2 separate regions of the Hordeum vulgare genome follow, and region 1 is linked to region 2. The links are chromatin contacts, called in public Hi-C maps. All regions are on one chromosome and are shown on one strand. The core of a region is the stretch at or near the end of the contact, and the rest is flanking DNA. Distances in the headings are between cores, read along the strand shown.

What was found. A called contact is a pair of places that touch in the nucleus more often than the background predicts.
Region 1: a Hi-C map of leaf shows a contact between it and region 2, with 2.5 times the contacts expected there. The contact joins the promoter of LOC123449017 here to the promoter of LOC123449016 in region 2. A contact is called at or near these places in 2 of 6 Hi-C or Micro-C datasets (both in leaf) and 1 of 1 datasets of contacts at active chromatin or transcription factors (embryo).

The regions. Positions count from the first base shown.
Region 1 is chr4H:474,754,242-474,761,016 of MorexV3_pseudomolecules_assembly, forward strand. LOC123449017 (E3 ubiquitin-protein ligase XB3-like) reads left to right here and starts at 1,416. Exons shown (of 8, transcript XM_045126080.1): 1 at 1,416-1,687; 2 at 1,810-1,869; 3 at 1,951-2,022; 4 at 2,110-2,231; 5 at 2,327-2,467; 6 at 2,582-2,689; 7 at 2,821-3,073; 8 at 3,711-4,459. The coding sequence starts at 1,505. The coding sequence ends at 4,118.
Region 2 is chr4H:474,181,553-474,188,316 of MorexV3_pseudomolecules_assembly, forward strand. LOC123449016 (palmitoyltransferase Hip14-like) reads right to left here and starts at 3,892. Exons shown (of 11, transcript XM_045126079.1): 1 at 3,446-3,892; 2 at 3,234-3,368; 3 at 1,003-1,069; 4 at 243-339; 5 at 40-136. The coding sequence starts at 3,611.

The sequences.
Region 1 (6,775 bases), core at 166-2,665, 570 kb after region 2:
TCTATATAAATGAAACTCACAGGAACCGTTCGCAAATGTCATCCCTCCCAAGAATTGTTATTGGGCTTCAAAGATTGTGTCTATGAGGCTTCAGAATAAGAATTCAGACCCAAAATATACTTACCTAGTACGTATGTTTATAAGATTAGTGTTTGCCTCGTTTGTGGATAGGATCCAATCAAGAGTCTTAGCCCTAGTAAAGTATGGTCACACTATGCACATATATGTATTATAAATACATACTCCCATTATTCAAAATTAATTGTCGCACAAATTTATAAAAATCAATGTTGCAGAACTAAAATACATGTAGATGAATCCCCGACGGAGGAGGGGGAGGGGGTATAAAATGAATCGACATTATATAGACACCACATGACAAATCATCTCACAAGAAAATACTTAGGCGTTCTTTGGATCATATGATAGAAATATCACTGGAATAGGAAAACTGTAAGAAATGAAATAACATGCATATATTCTACTTTTTCTGTATCATAATATTTGTTATTAAAAAAAACTAGATAGGGACAGAGGAAGTATAAAAAAGAGATATCATTTAGAGGGTGTTTGTTTCCAGGGACTTATTGGTTTTGAGACTTAAAAAAGTCCCTATAAGTCCCACCTAAACCAAACACAAGGGACTTATTGGGACTTATTATGGTGATTTCGGACTTATCAAATAAGACTCTCTAGTAGGAGCTTATTGGGACTTATTGCTCGTTAGCCCGCGGAAAAAGTATCCCGCATCGATCGAGTGTCCGCCGCCCTACCCCTCGTCGTTCGCAGGCCCCAATCGCCGCCGCCCCATCGCCACATCGCCGCCCGCCCCGTCGCCACCCGGTCCGTCGCCGCCTCGCCCCGTCGCCGCCCGGTCGTCTCGTTTTCTGCCTCGGTTCGTCCCCCCGCCGCCCCGTTTCTGCATTGGTTCTTCCCCGTCGTCCCGTTTTGCATCGCTGGAGTTTTCTGGTCCGCATGGTTATGTGAACAAGTGTATTTTATTAGGTGTAACATGGACTTATAAGTCCCTGTAAACAAACAGGTAGGGACTCGGGACTTATAAGTCCCTGTAAACAAACAGATAGAAACTTATGACTTATAAGTTGGGACTTAAAAAAGTCATACGACTTACGAAACAAACAGGGCCTTAGTTCTTCGTTCTTACAAAATTCCTATAAATCAACAAGACCTATCTCGGTGACGGTGACAGTGTGTTTGTAAACATTTCTGATGAAATATCTTTTTTTTATATCTTTCTGGTGAAATATCTTAGCATGCGCGAGGTGCAGTTTATCAGTAAAAGGAAATCTCTCGCTCTCAATAAGAGAAGCAAAAGTTTTTTTTAAAAAAAAAACCCACAAGAAAGCGCACGCACTATTAAGCTCTACTCGCCACTGCGCCCACTCCTCAGCCCACGCTCGTACTCACTCTCCTCCCCCCATTATTCCCCCCGCCGGCCACCGCGGCCGGCTCGCCGGGCGTCCGCCGAGAGGCGTGACGGGCGATGGGGCACGGAGCCAGCTGCGGCCGCCCCAGCGAGGAGGTGGACTTCTTCGGCGCGGCACAGTCCGGCGACCTCGCCCGCCTCGCCGCCGCCGTCAGCTCCCGCCCCTCCCTCCTCCGTCGCACCACGCTCTTCGACCGCCTCTCCGCGCTCCACATCGCCGCCGCCCACGGCCACCTCCAAGTACGAAAGCACAAACTAATCTGGCACCTTGCTTGGTTCCCTTTGCTGCCGCATGCTCCTCTCCGTCCAGCTTCTCGCCACCCCTGTGCATCTCCGGTGTGCTGATTTCTTTGTTTGCTTAGGTTGTGTCCATGGCATTGGATCTTTGCGTGCAGCCGGACGTCGTGAACCGCCATAAGCAGGTTTGTCACGCTCCACCTGTTCTCTTCCCTGTCGCCCCCTTTGTGGGAAGCTCGTCCTCACATCGCGGGACTTTGCCGCAGACGGCGCTGATGCTTGCGGCGATGCACGGGAGGACCGAGTGCGTGCGACGGTTGCTCGACGCCGGCGCCAATGTGAGACTTACGGCCACAGTTTTGGTGATTGGGGCTGTTCTTGGAGCTTCTCCTGAACTTAATGGTGTTTTCCGTCTTTGTGTACAGATCCTGATGTTCGATTCGTCGCACGGGCGGACGTGCCTGCACTACGCGGCGTACTACGGCCACTCAGACTGCCTCCGGACCATCCTCACGGCGGCCCGGACCGCGCCGGTGTCGCAATCCTGGTTGGCCCTTCTTCTCAGAGCCGCCATTGTTCGCCGCAACGCGCTGCACGCCATCCTTTGCTAATGGTTCATCAGCTATGGCTTTGGAGGTGCAGGGGATACGCGCGGTTCGTCAATGTGCGGGATGACACGGGAGCGACGCCGCTGCACCTCGCGGCGAGGCAGGGCTGGCGCCGCTGCGTCCACGTCCTGCTGGAGAACGGCGCCATCGTGTCTGCCTCCAGCGGCGCCTTCGGGTAAAGCTTCTCCCCAAGTCAAAGACCGCCCTTCTCACTATCAGTACCGAAAAATCGCACCTTTTTAGGAAGGCAAAAGCTGCGACATTGACGCGAGCGCTTGCGTTCCTGCAGATTCCCCGGGAGCACGCCGCTGCATTTGGCCGCGCGCGGCGGGAGCCTCGACTGCGTCCGCCAGCTGCTCTCCTGGGGCGCCGACCGCCTCCAGCGCGACTCCGTTGGGTGCGTCAGCATTTTCTTGCGAAAAACACCACTGAATTCCAACACCACAACTACAGATGTTGTCTCCAGCAAATGATCTGAAGCCATTGTGCTGGTTAGTCTAATCTACCGATGTGGATTGGTTTATACAGAAGAATTCCATATGAGGTCGCGGTGAAGCGCGGGCATGTGGCGTGCGCGGCGCTGCTGAACCCCTCATCGGCAGAGCCCCTAGTGTGGCCTGCTCCTCTCAAGTTCATCAGCGAGCTGGAACCTGACGCCAAGGCTCTCCTGGAGGCAGCCCTGATGGAGGCCAATAGGGAGAGGGAGAAGAGGATCCTGAAAGGGGCCAAGAATTCATTGCCATCGCCGTCGCATTCAGATGACGATGCCATCGTCTCCGAGGTACTACCGTACTGCCCGGTCTTGCCTTGCAAATTACTACTGCTGTTCCATTGCTGACCTCATACGCACGAAATAGTTGGACATAACAGTGGGAGTTTCGCCGTACCTACCGCGCTGCCATCGTTTCATTGGCACAATAGTAATTTACTACCAGCAAGTAGTAGTGCTTATTTTGATCGATCTCAATCAAGATTGATGTCGAAGGCTAGCATTATCCCAGAGTTCATCATTGCATTGCATTGGTTGTAGCTAACGTGCCGTCAGGTCTCAACATAGAGCCACTTGCCGCAGAAATGTACCAGTAGTATAATATTTATGTTGATCCGAGGGACGAATGGCTAACTAATTGGGTGCAGGCGTACGTACTTATACTAGTTTACTCGTTGGTAATGACAAGTTAGGTGTCAAACCGTGGCAGCGGCAATGGCAGCGTGTGCACGCACCTGCTTGCACGAACTGCCGCACGTCTGAGCAATCCATATGCAGGAAACGTTATTCAAACGCGATTGCAGTACGCCTCCACATGCACGATCCCGCCTTTGCATCGACATCTCCCTCGGAGCCAGCGCGTCCGTCCGACGGTGCGCGGATCTTGTTCGGACCGATACTACTACTAACTCTCAGCTCGTGCATGCAGGGCGCCGAGGTGTGCAGCATCTGCTTCGACCAGGCGTGCGCGATCGAGGTCCGGGAGTGCGGGCACCAAATGTGCGCGGCGTGCACGCTGGCGCTGTGCTGCCACGCCAAGCCCAACCCGGCCACGCAGAGCCAGCCGCTGCCCACCTGCCCCTTCTGCCGCGGCGGCATCTCCCGGCTGGCGGTGGCCACCAGGGCCAAGGCCGGCGACGAGGACGAGGACGACGAAGAGGGAGAAGGCAGGCTGGAGTCTCCGCGGCAACGGAGGTCTCGCCGGTCCGTGAACCTCGGCGACGGCGGCAGCAGCAGCAGCAGCCTCATGGGCAGCATCGCCTCGTCCATCGGCAAGATGGGCCGGCGCAAAACCGACAGCAGCGAGCTGCAGGTGCAGCTCGAGGACAAGCCATAGCCCACGGAACGAATGCCCTCTCAGCATTCATTCATTCATTCATTCGCCGGGTTATTACGAAGCGTCATGATACGTCACCGTCAATGATGGAGCTGGCTGGTGCTACTATTTTTGTAGATTATTTTTCTTATAATTTTGGGGAAATTATTAGCAATTGTTCCATCTGTGTAGATTCGATCCCAAGCTGTAGGCTAGATCCAGTCAGTCCAAATAAGCAAAGAGCGCGGTCGTTGCCTGGTAGCCCCCAGCCACCCCGTGGAGTTGTTGAAAGGTTGTACATGTCCGGATTCAAAGGGGCTGGCCCGATATGATGATGATAATGAGAACCCAGTACAAATCCATCCATGTGCTCTCCCTCGACGTAATTGGCCTTTGGCTGGGGCTACGTCGCTCAGGTGTTGTGTTCCCTTCCTTCAGGGTTTGTTTCTGCAAGTCTTATTTTGGGGTCCGATTGTGCTTTCTGAATATGATGACCCCCGTGCTTAGGATCCCTCGAGCGGCGGTACAGACTGGGGACAGTGTTTTTGGCAAGGTTCTCTTTGGCTCAACTCGACTGTGCTGAGGTGGTGAAAGCGCCACACCTTCGTGGGCTGTCTTGTCCCCAGCCAGCATGTGTTATCTTGCTCTTATAGGGGATGGGCGGAGTGTACCGTCCGGAAGCACCAAAAGGCCTAACGAAAATGAAATGAGCAGCGAAATTGACTGAGCAGCGGGAGATGGGTGGTGTTAGAAGGGAACAGAGAAATTGATGAAATAGTTGTTGTATTGTTTCAGCCTCATTTACATATATGTAGGAATACAATGATCAATTTAGGATATAAGACAAGGACGAATAGTATCCTAGTCTAACCTATACTTCACATTAATCACGTTACTCAACATTCCCGTAGTCACAACTATAGCGACACACACGGCCAAACTCGAGAAGAATCCAAAGATAAGCCGACGGACCACCCCCACAGTCGTAACGGTCAATGCATCGCGGAAGTTGTGGCTGGAGTGAAAACCGACGAGGTTGCTTAAGCAAGACGGTAGCCCTTTGTGTTGTTGTCGAGGTAGCCCAGAGCGTAGGATGGTGTAGCCATGGTCGAGGTAGCCGTGCGAAGAACGTCGTGGTCGATGTCGAGTCAGTATGCCGGTATCGAAGAAGTCGCCATGGAGCCGCGTGCGCAAAGAGGTGACGATTTAGCCATGGGCGCAGTAGTGTCGAAGTAGTGGTGCGTCGGGGAAGAAGACGTAATTGAGACGCGCCGCGCCGAGATTGCCAAGTTCGGGGACATCTCGTGGACAAAGGCACCCGTCGGTGTTGCCAGCACCGGGCTTGCGTAGACGGATGAAGTCAATGTTGACGCTGCGCCACTCCATACTTTCTAGGCCTGGGAACACACCGGGGACGAGGGCACGCGACGGTGTTGCCAGCACCTGGCATGCGTAGACAAGGACCTGTAGAAACTGATACGCCATGTCGAGGAGGCTAGCTGAGATGGACTCGAGGGCGGTTGTGGCGCAAATCAGCGGGAGGGGGACGATGTCGCCCGTGGTGGTCGGAGTAGATGAAGTGAGAAGGGCTCGACGACGGTTGCGGCATGAATTGGCGGGGAGCCGATGTCGCCCGTGGTGGTCGGAGTAGATGAAATGGTCGGGGTAGACGACGACGACGTTGGTGATGAGCTGGTGTTGGACAGAGATGAAGGGGGCGGACGGGCACCACTTCTCGGGTGAGAGAGCGGCAGCGGCGCCGAAGAGGAGCGGTTGCCGCGGCATGACGGCGGTCGCAACGGCTGGTTAGGTGCACGACGGCGATGCTTGAAGTAGGCCATTGTCGGTGAAGGGCCGACACCTATGGGGACTCAACGGTCCCCTTCTTGCTGGTTTGGCGGGGAGAGGGGTCGCGGCAAGAGCAGAACCAACAGTCAGGGCCCGGCAAGATCTTTTTATCCAGGTTCGGGCCGCGTGGTGCGTAAAACCCTACTCCTGCATGCGTTTAATTATTCGTTTTGGGTTATTGTAGATCTGTCCCTTTTTACAGCCTTTCAATTTGCCAAAAAGCCCCTACTACTGAGCCTCGGACCTCCTTTTATAGGCAAAGGAGTCACCACAGTGGCTCAGTGGGTGAACGGTGGGTTCATGGGTGAAACAGTGCCGACCAACAGCTACAGTGTTAATACCTTGTCAGAGGTGCAATAAATGCTTCGACAGACTTCCCTGACCTCGTCATGGGGGTTGGACACGTACCCACACATGGCAACTCTGGGGCATTCGCAGGTTGCGGGTGGACGCGTGGCGCATGCATCGTCGGTGGCGTGCTCGTCGATGGAGGCGTTCGCAGGTTTCGAGGGCGCCTTGGGCCCGCGCCTCTCCTCGGGCCTTTCTCTTTCTTCCCGGCAGGGTCACCTTGCCGGGGCTCTTCCTGTTCCTCTCGACAGGGAGGTGATGGCCTGCCGAGGCCTTATCAGCCTTCCCGGCAAGGGTGGCTTGCTGGGGCTCAGTCTTTCTTCCTCGGCGGGAGGGTCTCGTCGTGGCATTGTCTATCTCCCTGGCAGGGAACTCCTGTCGGGGTCTCTTCATCCTTCCCAGCAAGCGAGTGCTTTTCGGGGCTTGAAATCTGCACTTGGTGGTTTCTGAGCCTCGCTTTCGCCCTAAGGCCCAGCGACGCG
Region 2 (6,764 bases), core at 2,642-5,141:
AAGCAAAAGTATATATAGTATAATAATGTAATTAAGTACCTATGCAGTTACCAAATGCAGGGCAATGGTGGTCATAACCTCTAACATTTGCTTTGCAACAGTTACAATTCCTCACCCTTGAGAGTGATGGATACTTCTACACCAAAAGTACAAAAGATGACAGCGTGTTAATGCACGACCTCCACATTTCAGGTTAGCAACTTAATATAACAGCTTCATTGAAAACTCTACTTTCTCAACACCTCACTCGAGCATATAGCATCCACGAAATCCTTGCAGCCAGCCTCTTCCAAAAATGAAGATTCGTATGCAACAATGCCGGGATCACCAGAAAGAATCCTGCAATAAAAAAATCAAACTAAACCCCTAATCCCAAAGGCAGTGGTATGCTAAGGCCAATAAATGTTAAGCAGAGTATGTCCAAAAGGAGGAAAAAAATTAAAAGCCTGAACTTCATTATGGAGTCCAAGATGAATCTCGAACTTCCAATCCCCAAAATTTGAACCCTGATCTTATAATCCTGACCCAACCCTTGGATCTTGAGCTTGTTTGACACACCCGCGAAAAGAGTGATCGCAATCGAAAACTCATCCTCTAGCACTCTTCTCACTGACATTCCTAGCCCTCCCCAAATTCACTCCCATTTCTCGCTCATCGCCGAGCTTCCTCCCATGCCACAACCTCCTTCCCTAGCTGTTTTCCCGTCCTTGCCAGTGTCCATCTCCAACGCCGGCCCTACGCTGCTCATTTAGCTCTATTTCTCCTCACCATCTCCTCCCCCACTACACCCTTTTTCCTGGTGTGCCGAATAAGTATAAGCTCAAGGTCAGGATCAGGATTAGAAAGTTCAAAGTTCCACTTTCAGTGACTGAAAGTCCGGGGTCCATCTTGGAACAAGAACCATAGTTTAAGGTTTGAAATGAACAACTTCCTTAATTACTAAATAGAGCTTAGAGATTGGTAAGTGCATCCCAAAAAATATGTTCCAGAGGAGTAGCTAACCTGTAAAGTCCCCAAAGAAGCAGTGCACACTCAGCATTAATCAGCATGTCTAGTAGAGAAGAGGTATCTGCAAAATATAAGGCTACTTATAAAACAAGGACATTCTAGAGTACAGTTAGAAAACTATCAGAAGCTCTATACACTTATTTAACTATACGCTGCTCCAAGTGGCATATATTTTTTTTCTAACAAATTATGCATAATGCAAGGAGGCGAGTATAAAGTACATGCTGAGAATCCCAGAAAAAATTATGGCACCTGATGTCCTGATCTACAATTCCACCTGATGTCAGGTATTACCATATTTATTTAAATAGAACTATACTCTAGAATTGCAATACATCAGGAATGGTTCTTAGCTCCATCCATGCACCAAATGTAAGCCAAGGCCATCAGGCAGGCAAGCGGACTCGCCAGATCGCATCTGGCCCCCACGCCGCTCCCTCCCCGGGGCGACACGGGCGGCGGCTCCAGCCCACAGCCTCTCCCCTCCCGCCTCCTTCTCCCCCTCGCCGTCGCCGGTGGCCTCCGGCAGGCAAAGCCTGCGCGGAGCCGGCGGCGGCGGGGCGCTCTTTGGCTGCCGCTCGCTCGTGGGATGGGGATACGGCGTGTGGTCGGCGGCTGACCAGCGCTTGGCTCCGGGGCGGCGTCCTGGCTCGCGGTGGAGGAGGTCTCCGGCGTGTGGCGCAGGATCTGGTCGCGGCAGTGGGCGCGCCGCTGCGGGCGAGCGGTCATGGTTGTGGCGCCCGTGGGGACCCAATCTGGACCCTCTAACGCTGCGGCCGGCGCGGACGGTGTTGTTGGGATGGAGGGAGGCTCGGCTCCCTGCTACGCATCCTGGAGGGGCCTTTGCTGCGTTCCTCCTGCTTGGTGCCGTGGTGGTGCCGGCTGGTGGTTCAGCTGACGGGTTGCGGATCTGGCAGCTCGTCCGGCGAGTTGGGATGGGGTGGCGACCCGCCCTCCCTGCTAAGGTCCTCTCTGGCTGAAGCGTGCGGCCGGCGGTGGTGGTCATCTCCTCCGTCGAAGGAGGTCGGTCTGAGGCTGGATGGTCAGATCTCGAGATCCGCCATCTAGTTCCGGCTATGAGTCGGGAAGACATAGTTGCCGGTGAAAACCGAGCCGATGGCAGACGATGGCGACGTTCTGTGTCGTTACCTTGATGAAGGCATCGTCGTGTAACTATTGTCGACCCACTCGTGCTGCTCCGGGGGAAACCCTAGGATCTGGTCTTTCAGATCGGACGATGGCGGTATTGCGGTGTCGTTTTCTTTCTTGGGAGCATCGTCTGTGGAGCAGAGCTGGAAGACAGAGGCAGGAGGTGGAGCGGCTTCAACTTGCACGGAGCTTTCGGTGGAGATGTCAAGTCATGCCTGGCCGACAGGTGCTACGTTGTGTCATGCCTGGTCGGCAGGTGCTACGCACGACAGATCTTCCTGAATCTTCGCGTCTGGACTGACGAGCGCGGGCGCTGACGCCGTTGGGCGTCGTGGTGGCGTCGACGGATGGACGGACTGACAAGGATGATACAGATCTCTCTCCTGAAGATGGGTCAGCGGTCCGATGATGATGGCGACGTCTAAAACGTGTGCATGTGGTGTACGCTTTCGGTCTGTTGCACCGGCTGTGGGTTTCGATACGTTATGTGGATGGATCGGTGACGGCTTCGGTTTTAGATATGGGGAGTGAGAGCACTCCACATTATCGAGTTTTGTAGGCGTGAGTGGTGGCTTCGGATGGTTTGATGTATGTTCTTGTTAGACATATGTTGAATAATTAATAAAGATGATGCAGAGGGCGGGGGTTTAACCTCCTTTTCCAAAACAAAAAAAGCTCCATCCACAAATATAGCATATATCTACAGCAATAAACACCGGCCAAATGGCATTCCACCAGTGCACTGAGCTATAACGAATGCTTGTTTCTATTAAAAAGGAAAAGGAATGCTTGTTTCTATTAAAAAGGAAAAGGAGACCGTACACAATATGCAATTTCAAACACTATGAAGGTGTCTGACAATTTCGTGGATCTCAAAATGATGTGCCGGCTCAATCTTTCGAAGGTGCTCATAGGTGCTCATAAAGGTATGGTGTGCGTTCATAGGGATGAGTGTGTTCGTAGGGATGAGTGTATATGCGTATGTATGAGCGTCTCCATTTGTACTGTGTTCAAAAAACACTAAAGACATATGCACACTCTGCAAGTCAAACAGATGTAATGCACGGGGATTTCACCTCTCCGGATGACGAATACGTAGACGCCCCACAAAAACAGCACGTTGAACAGAACGAACAGGGGCGCCGACGCGGCCACTCCGATGAACCTCCTCCAGAACCTGCCCAACAGAATAGCCACCAGGAATACCAAACCTGTGCAGCAGGCAACCGAAGCAAAGTCAAAATTGCACTGAAAGAGCCACAGGAAAGCAAAGCAAGCACAGACTGACCTGCGACGGGTAGCATGGCGAGGAGGGAGATGGATGGGAAGAGGCGGGGCACTATGGCCACGGCGAGCTGCGAGAAGAGCACCAGGCCGCATGATACCAGCGCCGAGCACAGCACCTCCCATGGCGACCTCCGCAACCGGTGGAGCTCCGACGCCAGCCTGCTCATCGCCGAGAACTCCTCCGCCACACCCTCCGGATCCCAAGAATCATCAATAACTCTTGAGACCGGAGATCCAGCCGGGGTCGGTACGGCCAGAGCAGGGTTCCGGCGAGACTCCACGATCTTGGCGGATTCCGAGACAGAAACTGAGGAAAGAATCGAAGGAGATGCGGGCGAATCTTAGTGGAGAACTCGCGGGGGAATTTCGTCGAACGTGTGTACTCGGCGGTGGTGTGGGAACAGCAACAACTAGAAAGGCGTCAAAGGAAAGGGCGGTGCTAGGCGCCGGTCAACTGGCGCCAGCACACTCGCCGGTCGCATCCTGGGCACTAATTGGGTTGTTTCCCGACCGTTGGATCAAGCCCGGAGCATACCTGGCCAAACGGGCCGGCCCGGCCCGGCACGGCCCGGCCCGTCGTAATCATGCCAGACACGGCACGGCCCGCCTAGGCCCGATGAATATACGGGCCGTGTGGTGCCGGCCCGCGTGCCAGTCTCCCAGGTCCAAGCACGGCACGTGGTCTAATCGGGCCGGCCCGCGGCATGCTAAGGCACGGCGACCCGCCACAGATTTGATGTTTCTTTTTTCATCTCGCCCTCTCTCGCACGGCGGCCCGCCACAGATTCCCGCCTGCTCCCCGTTTCCCGCCCGACGCCTTTCCCGCGCGCAGCCCTTTCCCGCCCGACGCGGCGACACCCATTCCCGCCCGACGTGGTGACTGTCGCCCTTTCCCGCGAATCCCACCCATCGTGTCGGGAATGGCGCCCTTTTTCCCGCCCGACGCCCCGCCCAACGCCCGCACGGCCTGCTCCACAGTCCCCCAATTTCCTTCGCTGCCTAATCGTGCCGGGCCGGGCCGGCACGCGGGCTCGGGGTGGCAGCCCGAGCACGGCCCACGGTGTGCTCGTGCCTGGCCCAAGCACGATTAGCACGTGTCGGGCCCGGCCCGTGTCATGCCTGGCCTGCGGGCAGCCGTGCCGGCCCGCGTGGCACGGCCCGTTTGGCCAGGTATGGCCCGGAGTGGGCGTCGTGGGACACCCGTCATGGGTGCACACGGCGACCGTCCTCGAAGCACCCTTCATCGTCGGTTCCTATATGATATCGTCGCAACACATGGTCATCGCCATCGTACACGATCGGCAATGATTGGAGCACAATCATTGACTTTTTGTAGCTCTTGCCCCGAGGGTTGCAGTTGATGTCACTAATGGATCGAAGCCCCATCACAACTTTAGCCCTCCCAGTTCTAGCATCGCCTTCAAGAGGTTGTAGCTTCTGCATCAACGGGTGTAGCTTTTTTCGATGTTGAGAGTGAACGCCGATTCCAGCAAGCAGTGTCGTTGTCTCCCTTGCGAGCTGGTTGCAACAAAGATTGGTCGTTGTTCCAGCAATGGTAGCACCACGGTCGCCCGGGGGAGTCTTCTCCAACACCGACGGGTGTTGATCGCAGCTTCAACCAACCCCCTCCTCTAACATCATCATTGGGAGGTTCCACCAAATCCGTCAAACGGTTCAAGCAAATCCTATGGGGTGGTTCCGGCAAAATCTCTCTGGCGATCCCAGCATCATCACTCCATGGTCTCGGCAAATTTGCTCGAGCTTCCAGCACAAAAATCTCACCGGTGGTTGTAGTACCATTGTCGCCCATCGCATCTCACAACCTTTCCACCAGGCCATTCCAACACCTTCGCGTGACGGTCCGAGCACTGCCATCAAGTCGTTGCAGCACCTTCACTAGTGACGTCGGTCCCAATCCTACGGGGTAGGGAGACGACACCAATGATGATCACCAAGGAGATATTTTGCCATGGCGAGGAGAGGAAGGTGGAGGAGAAATAAGAAAAGAGGGTGTGACCTGTTAAAAGTACAAGTAGCACCCTTATGTGTTTTTCGTAATTAATGTCAAACCATATGTACTAATGTTCTCCATTCAAATGTATATGAAGGAAGGTTTCATAGGCAATGCATGCAAAATATTGGATGGGTTAAAGGATGAAATCCATCAAGATAAAAATATGCATTGAGTATTGGACATTGAACGGATTTATAATGAATGACATAAACATCAATACATGCATCATGGTCATTCAGTTCTAATGATGAATACATTATGATCAAGAAGAAGCAAAAGAAATGGAATTCAAGGCCTCAAAGGTTGTCATGCTTTGACTTATATGAGTTGGGCTATGAAGGATCAAGATCTTCAGAGAATAATTGAAGATAATAAATTTATATATGGTATGAAGATGAGATCATGATGAGATCCTATGTTGAGTCATGGACTGGTAAAGTCTTGTAACAAGTAATTCAAGTAAAGAATTGATTATGCCTCTAAAGAGTTTGTGATGGAGCATGAATAAGGGAAAGTGATGACCAACATGATACTTGTGTAGAAACTCAACACGGTCACATCATCATTGAGATATCAGACATCATATCTTGAAACGGCGAAGTGATGGGAAGATTTCATGTGGCTTTCAAGACATCAATATAAATCATGGAGTAAATATAAAGGTTGTCCAATATAAAGATCGACTATTGAAATCAAGATGGTCAACACACGAGAAAAATGAAGTACCACATAGGATCTTGTGTATGGTAAGAAATTGTGAATTGCGTTTTATGAACTAACCAATAATATGTGTTTTCTATGTATATGTGGGTTAGGTGATTCTCATTGGCTAGCATCGAAAGAAAGATTCTAAGTAGCCCATGTGAGGAGTACATCGAGTGAAGATGATCACGTGATGGACATATGAAGATGGTTTACAAGAAGAGGCTTCCCATAGTATATGAGGGAGATATTTGAAGAACTTCACCGAGCTTTTGGGAAACATTGACGAATGGACATATGCTTAAATCTTGAAGGTCCAGTTATGGATGAATTGTACATGTGAAAACGATATACCTTGCAATGCTTCAACATGACCTATGGGGGAGCTACCTCCAGTATTCACAAAGTAACATGATCAAGATTGTGCTTCCAACTTGAAGCAAACGTGAACATGAACATCAAGATCAAGTCGAATTCTGAAGGCAAAGGTATACATTAGCTAGGTTTTCCTAGTTTTATCGGTCTCATTGTTATTGGTGAGAGACCCCATTATAGGTTTGATAGTCATACTATCAAGAGGGGCTTCTGGGTGCATAGATTACCC